2 separate regions of the Mus musculus genome follow, and region 2 is linked to region 1. The links are chromatin contacts, called in public Hi-C maps. All regions are on one chromosome and are shown on one strand. Each heading gives the region's core, a stretch centred on a gene start, on an enhancer-like site or on the middle of the called end of the contact. The rest is flanking DNA. Distances are from core to core; before and after follow the strand shown.

Evidence for each region. A called contact is a pair of places that touch in the nucleus more often than the background predicts.
Region 2: a Hi-C map of bone marrow-derived macrophages shows a contact between it and region 1, with 36 read pairs. The contact joins the promoter of Cd300ld3 here to the promoter of Cd300a in region 1. A contact is called at or near these places in 1 of 39 promoter capture datasets (macrophages), 2 of 484 Hi-C or Micro-C datasets (bone marrow-derived macrophages and nephron progenitors), 3 of 115 datasets of contacts at active chromatin or transcription factors (the HPC-7 cell line, bone marrow-derived macrophages and microglia) and 3 of 9 other capture datasets (adipose tissue, embryonic stem cells and liver).

What each region holds. Positions count from the first base shown.
Region 1 is chr11:114,888,488-114,891,816 of GRCm38.p6, forward strand. Cd300a (CD300A molecule) reads left to right here and starts at 1,554. Exons shown (of 7, transcript NM_170758.4): 1 at 1,554-1,947. The coding sequence starts at 1,878.
Region 2 is chr11:115,046,587-115,049,915 of GRCm38.p6, forward strand. It overlaps Cd300ld3 (CD300 molecule like family member D3), which reads right to left and starts at 1,744. Exons shown (of 4, transcript NM_199201.2): 1 at 1,670-1,744. The coding sequence starts at 1,709.

The DNA.
Region 1 (3,329 bases), core at 304-2,803:
TCTCCTTCTCCTTCTCCTTCTCCTTCTCCTTCTCCTTCTCCTTTCCTTTCCTTTTTTTTTTTTTTTTTGATATAGGGTCACATTATGTAGCTCTGGTTATCTGGAAATCCACTAAGTAGAGCAGGCTGGCTTCACAGAAATCCTCCTGCCTCTGCCTCCCAAGTGCTGGAATTAAAGGCATGTACCACCATGTACAGTTTAATGTTTGTTTGTTTGTTTTTAAAGATTTATTGATTTTATTTATTTGAGTACACAGTCACTGTCTTCAGACACACTAGAAGAGGGCATCGGATCCCATTACACATGGTTGTGAGCCACCATGTGGTTGCTGGGATTTGAACTCAGGACGTCTGGAAGAGCAGTCAGTGCTCCTAACCTCTGAGCCATCTCTCCAGCCCTGTTAGTTTGTTTTTAATTTTAGAAGTACTGTGGTGGCTTGAATGAGAATGACTCCCATAGGATCATCGTTATGAATACTTGGTCACCAGGGCGTGGCATTCTTTGAAAGGATCAGGAGGTGTGGCCTTCTTGAAGGAAATTTTCTCTGGGGGAGTGGGCTTTGAGTCCCAGTCAGTGTCTCTCTTCCTGCTGCCTGCTGATCTGGATGTAGAACTCATAGCTCGTTCTCCGGCACCATGTCTGCCTCCAGGCCACCATGCTTCCTGTGGTGATGACAATGGACTAGACCTGTGACACTGTAAGTCAGCCCCACTTAAATGCTTTTTATAGATAACACTTGCTGTGGTCATGGTGTCTCTTCACAGCAAAGAAACACTGACCAAGCCAAGTATCTAGAACACAAAGTTCCATACTGATCTTTAGTTGACATATGATGCTATTACTATCAAAGAGTGGTGTGTTTTCTTGTTGTTGAAACAGTCTCTCCAGACTTGTGGGTTCCAGCAATGCTCCTGACTCAGTCTCCAGAATAGTTGTATAATAGGGGTATGTCCCCGTACCTGGCCATCAGAGAAATTTCTTCAGGATCCTGAAGCGTTGTCTTCCACCCGTCTAGCAGTGTAACTAGCAGGTATCTTCGAGGGCACATTTGTAGCAAGAGGAGGAAAGCGTGAGATGCTGAGGAGGATCTGGAAGGGAGGGCGCTCTCGGGACCTCATCATTGGCATAGGGCTGCCTGCGGCTTTAATAACTACTATTATTATATGATTAATATAGTATAATAGCTAGCTATTGGGTGACCTGTTTTACAATAAGGTCAGAGTTTCCTGGGCTTTCGTGCCATTCTGTACGAGCTGGAAGGGTTCACAGGACCCCTGTGTACATGTTTGGTGTCTCCGTGGACCAGAGAAAGAGGGAGATCTGCAAGTTGTCTGGGTCCTTGCTCAAGTTCAATGGGGCTACACAAGAAAGAAGGTCGCAGCCTGGAGAGCCCCTGGTCAAATGGAAGACACATTTTCCAACACCAGAAACCCTTCAGGAATTTTTGGGGGTCCAGGCCTAGAGCTCCCAGGAAGGCTTCATAGTGGGCACCACCCAGGCAGGGCTAGCAGGTCTTCCTCTCCACAAGGCTGCCATTCTTCCCACAAGGAAAGGAGGAGTGACTGGGTGCCAGTCAGAATGAAACCTGGCCCTGCACCCTGAGCCAGACGCAAGCAGGGGTCATCAGGCTGTCATGGCAGCCTGGCAGTCATGAGATCAGAGCCTCACGGGGGGTTCATCAGCTCGCCTCGGCTCCTTCCGATTCTTTTAGTTTCTCCCGTAGCTCCAGGAACAGAACTGAGGAAAGTCGGAAGCAAAACAGCTAGACACAAAGAAAAGCAGAAGTGGGCGTCTCAGAGACTGGCCGTCCCCCAGCGGGACTGAACCGTGGAGCGTCCAGCCGTGGCCTGCCTGCCGGTGACCCGTGTGTGGGAGAAATGACCCAACTGGCCTCAGCTGTGTGGCTGCCCACACTGTTGCTGCTGCTGCTGCTTTTTTGGCTTCCAGGTGAGGTAGTGTCTGCCCGGGAGGGCGGGGGGCTTCGGGGAGATGCAGTGTGAGGCACTGGAATGGGGATCTCTCTGTGCACAACACCAAATGTGGCAGCTGAGTCCTTCATGTAAGGTGGATGACCAAAGAAAGGGCCGTGCTTGGGGGGAAGGGACCGGGATCTCCCTCTGCACACAGCTGTCAGAACAAGAGACAAGTCAACACACGGTGGGGGCTGGTGGCTGTCCAGGACGGGTGCCCAGAGGATTTTTGGATGGTTTAGAATAGAAAACAGGAGGTCAGGGCAGGTGGTACCAGTATGAGTGGACAGTGGTTGTGTTGAGAGGCCCTGACAGGCACGTGCTGGTGTGGATGTGTGTGAAAAAATTTAATCTGTCTATCTTTCTTTCCTTCTCTTCCTTCCTTCCATCTTTCCCTCTTTCTTTCTTTTCTTCTTGGGTCCCCCCCCCCCTTTTTGGGTTTTCAAGGCAGGGTTTCTCTGTGTAGCCTTGTTTGTTCTTTCTTTCTCTCTCTCTCTTTCTTTCTTTCTTTCTTTCTTTCTTCCTCCCTTCCTTTCTTTCTTTCTTTCTTTTTTGTAAGGTTTTTTTTTTTTCATTTTCTTTTTGGGATAAGTCTCACTGATTAGCCTTGGATCTCACTCTGTGGACTAGGGTGGCTATGAACTCACAGAGACTGCCTTTCTCGGCCTCCAAAATGCTGGGATTAAAGGTGTGCACCACCACACCCCACAGACTTCTTTTTTGGTTCTTTACTCTTCGAAAATTTCATGTATGTGAACAATGTAGTCTGACCATATCTGACCTCCCCAAGTCTGATTCCCCAAGTCTGTTCAACACATCTCCCTCCAACTTAGTATTATTTATATATTTTTTAAAAAAACCATTGAATGATTAGCACTGGCTCTATGCACGTGGGTATGGGGTCATCCACTGGGGCAGAGGCAACCTGCCAATAGCCACACCCCTAAAGGAAAAAATTTCTAATCCCAGTACTCTGGAGGCAAAGGCGGGCAGATCTCTGTAAGTTTAAGACCAGCCTATTCTACATAGTAAGTTTCAGGCCAGGCAGGGTTACATAGAAAAAAAATCTTGCCTCAAAATAAATAAATAAATAAAGAGAGAGAGAGAGAGAGAGAGAGAAAGCAAGAAAGAGAGAAAGAAAGGAAGAGAGAAAGAAAGACACTGGTTTCATCTGGGTTTACACACTTATTCACAGAGGTTTGAAAAAAATTATCTTGGCTATTTTTCCCTTTATTTATTTGGGTTGTCTTCTTCTTCTTCATTTTTCCCCCTTTGGGATTTAAGGGGATTTAAAGTGCCCTGCTAAGGGAAGTGGTGGAAAGTTAGAAAGCCAACCATCTACTGGCGGTGGAGGAGCAT
Region 2 (3,329 bases), core at 494-2,993, 160 kb after region 1:
AAACATACAAAAAGAAAGAACATCAACTGAGAAACCGTCTGCATCAGGTCTAGGCAAGTCTGGGGGACATTTTCTTGACATAGGAAGGTCCAGTCCTCTGTGGGTGGTAACACAATATAAGAGAACATGCTGAATAAGCCATGAGCAGTAAGCCAGCAAGCAACACTCTCCCATGCTCTCAGCTTCAGTTCCTAACTCCAGGTTTCTGCCCTGCTTGGGCTCCCTCTCTGGCTTCCCTCCATGATGGAGTGTGATCTGGATCTTTAAGCCAAATAAGCCTTTTACTCTCCAAGGTTTTTTTTTGTTGGTCGATGTCTTTATCACAGTAACAGAAAGCAAACACGCAGCCTAGAGACATGAAGCGAGTATGTGGAAGAGACATCTCCCCTTGTGTTTACTATGGCAGTGTTCACAGTAGCCATGGCACAGAGTCACGTAGATACAAGTGAACAGATAGCAGATCGTGGTGCATGAATGTAATGGAGAATCATCGTGAAGGGATTGAGTTCTGCCATTTGCAGCCCACGGGAGAGACTTGAGGAACTGAAATAAATCAGATACAGGAAGATGCTGCCACACATTCCTATTGATGTGTGAAAGCTAAAAAGTTACTCTCTGTGGCTAGGGAGCCAGGGAGACAGACCTGTCTGGAAAGCGTTTCTGTGTAATCTGAGTTTGGATCCCCAGAACAGGTGGAAGAAAAGCCAGGTGAGGTGGGGGTGCCTGTAACCCCAATGACAGGGGGATCCTGGAGGTCACAGGCCAGATGGGCTGAATCTGTGAGCTCAGGAGCAGCGGGAGACCATGTCTGAACAAACAAGGTGGAGAGTGATAGAGAAAACGACCCAATGTCAATCTCCACATGTATGTGTGCACCTGAGAGCACGTGCACGTGTGTGCACACACACGGAGAGACATACACACAACCCTTTAGACATACATACACCACAGAGGCACTTTTTCTTCTCAAAAGAACAAAAGTAAACCTCAAAGGAGTAGAAAACAAGAGAGGTTATCAGGCTGGGAAGGGTATTAGGGAAGACAGGAGAGTGCTTGTAGCATAGAGGAGAGCTGTTGGGACACAGGGGTGTCTGTCATTTGATGGGAATGACAACTTTTAGTGTTGTATGAGAAGGATGAAAAACATGTCTGACAACTGACTATTTCAAAACACCCCATGGAGATTAAAGGCATTAAAGGCAATCACCACCACGTCCAGCCCCTGTAAGTATTCATTACTGTGTCAACTAAAGCTCACAATGGAATGGGAGATGGAGCTGCATGCTAGAAATCCCAGCACTCAGAGGGTGGAGTCCGGAGGATCACAAGTTCAGGGGCATCCTAGGCTGCATGTGCCAAACATGAAACCCAAAATACATTTTGTAAGAATTAGTTCATCCACTCACTCATCAGCTTTCATGGAGCAGCTAGGGTTGAGAAACACATTGGAAGGTTTGTTTTTGGCTTTTATTTGTTTTATTTTTAAATTGATTTTGGTTTTGGTTTTTCTGCAATACCCACAGAATCCATCAGATGTCAAAAAACCTTGCCTTTTATTTTGGGGGTAAGCAGCTGGTGAATGGATCAGCCAGGTTTCCCTAAGCCAGAGCAGACGGTCTCTGTTGCCCTCACCACTGACATGGAAGTGTCTAAAGCCCCTGCTACTTACCTGGGAGGAAAAGGAAGAGCAGAGCTGGGAACTGCCACATGGTCTTGTCTCCTCTCCTGTCCTTGGTGGCAACAGAGGACAGCACCCTGTGAGGACTTGCAACTCAGCTTGAGTTTCTTTTAGGTCTCTCTCATTCACTTCTCTCAGTAACTTCCTTGACAAAACTTCTCAATTTTGCATACAGGAAGAAAGATGATGCCAATCTTTGAGATGACCAAGTCAGGACATGTGAGGGACAGCTGGGTAAACAGGGAACTTCCTCTACTGAAAAATGCAAAGTGAGACATAAACTTGAAAGACAGATGGGAATCACGAGGAGAGATGCAGACACACAGATCGGCAGAGACAGACACAAAGGATGGGATACAGCAAACCCCTTACCTGGGAGGTAACTGAGCTGCAGGGGATCCTAGCAGAGGAGAGCAACCAAAGGCAGGTTGGCTGCAGTAACAAGGGAGCACAAGGCAGCACAGGCTAAGCCCATGGCAGTAGCCTAGGCTAAGCCCTGGTTGGCAGAGGGCATTGCTGAAGGCTCAGCCTGGGGCAGCAGGGATTTATCTAGATATGGGCCTCAGAGCAGGCCAGGGGCATCTACCACAATGGCTACTAGGGCCTCAGGCATTGGCTGAGAGAAAGAGAGAGAGAGTGTGGGCTTGAGGAGACGTCTCATGGAGCCCAAGCTGGCCTTGAACTTCTCATTTTCCTTTTTCCAACATCAAAGTCCTGGGGCTACAGGCATTCCCCAGCATGCTCGGTTTTATGAGGGGCTGAAGACTCAAATTGTGGTTTCAAGAGTGCTGGGCAAGCACTGTACCCACTGACCTGAATCCACAAACCCTGCTTCTGTTTCTATAAGACAGAGTTTTGCTGTAGAACATAAGCTTGCAAGTGTAGAAAAATATAGGTATGCTGTATCTTTGGTATCAAAATTTCATGGGAAGAAATTTATAAATGCACACACACACATACACACACATGCATACATAAGTGCACACGTGCACACACACACGGAATGCTTATGATCTCTAATCTTCATTGTCAACTTGACTGGACCTGAAGTCACCCAGGAGACTCACCTGTAGATATGACTTTGAGGGTGTGCACAGAGAAGTTTGAATTAGGAGGTACAACCAACCACATATATAAGCTCTAGGATGAGGTCTGTAAGATGCTTATTGAAGAAAAAAAAAAAAAAAAAAATCAAGAACCACACTGCCATCTACTGGCTGAAGCCATCCCAGAACACCCGGACTTTGGGGAAGGACATTTTAAAGACTTTACAGCCAGAACATAAAGGGCCATAGAGAAGGGTCTTAGCCTATCTCATTGATTATTATAAGAACAAGACTAGAAGATGTGACACCACCCAGGGAAAGAGCTGAATCTGCCCTGCTGACTGGTCCCCACCTCATCCCTGCAGGTCCATCTGTGCACCTTAGAAGGTCAGTCCCCAGGCCTGCTGGGAGCACCATATGGCTCTAGGCACACTCCCACAGCTCTGCAGTTTCCATTCTCTAGTCAGGGTTGCAGACTGTTGCCCGAGATTCTTCATGAACTGTCAGGCGCATTCTGTTTTGCTCATAGTATTTTTAAGGGCAATTGTCTGTGTAAGTTTCACTGTAGGGCTCTGTCTTTAGTTCAGATCTCATCTTTTTGTGGC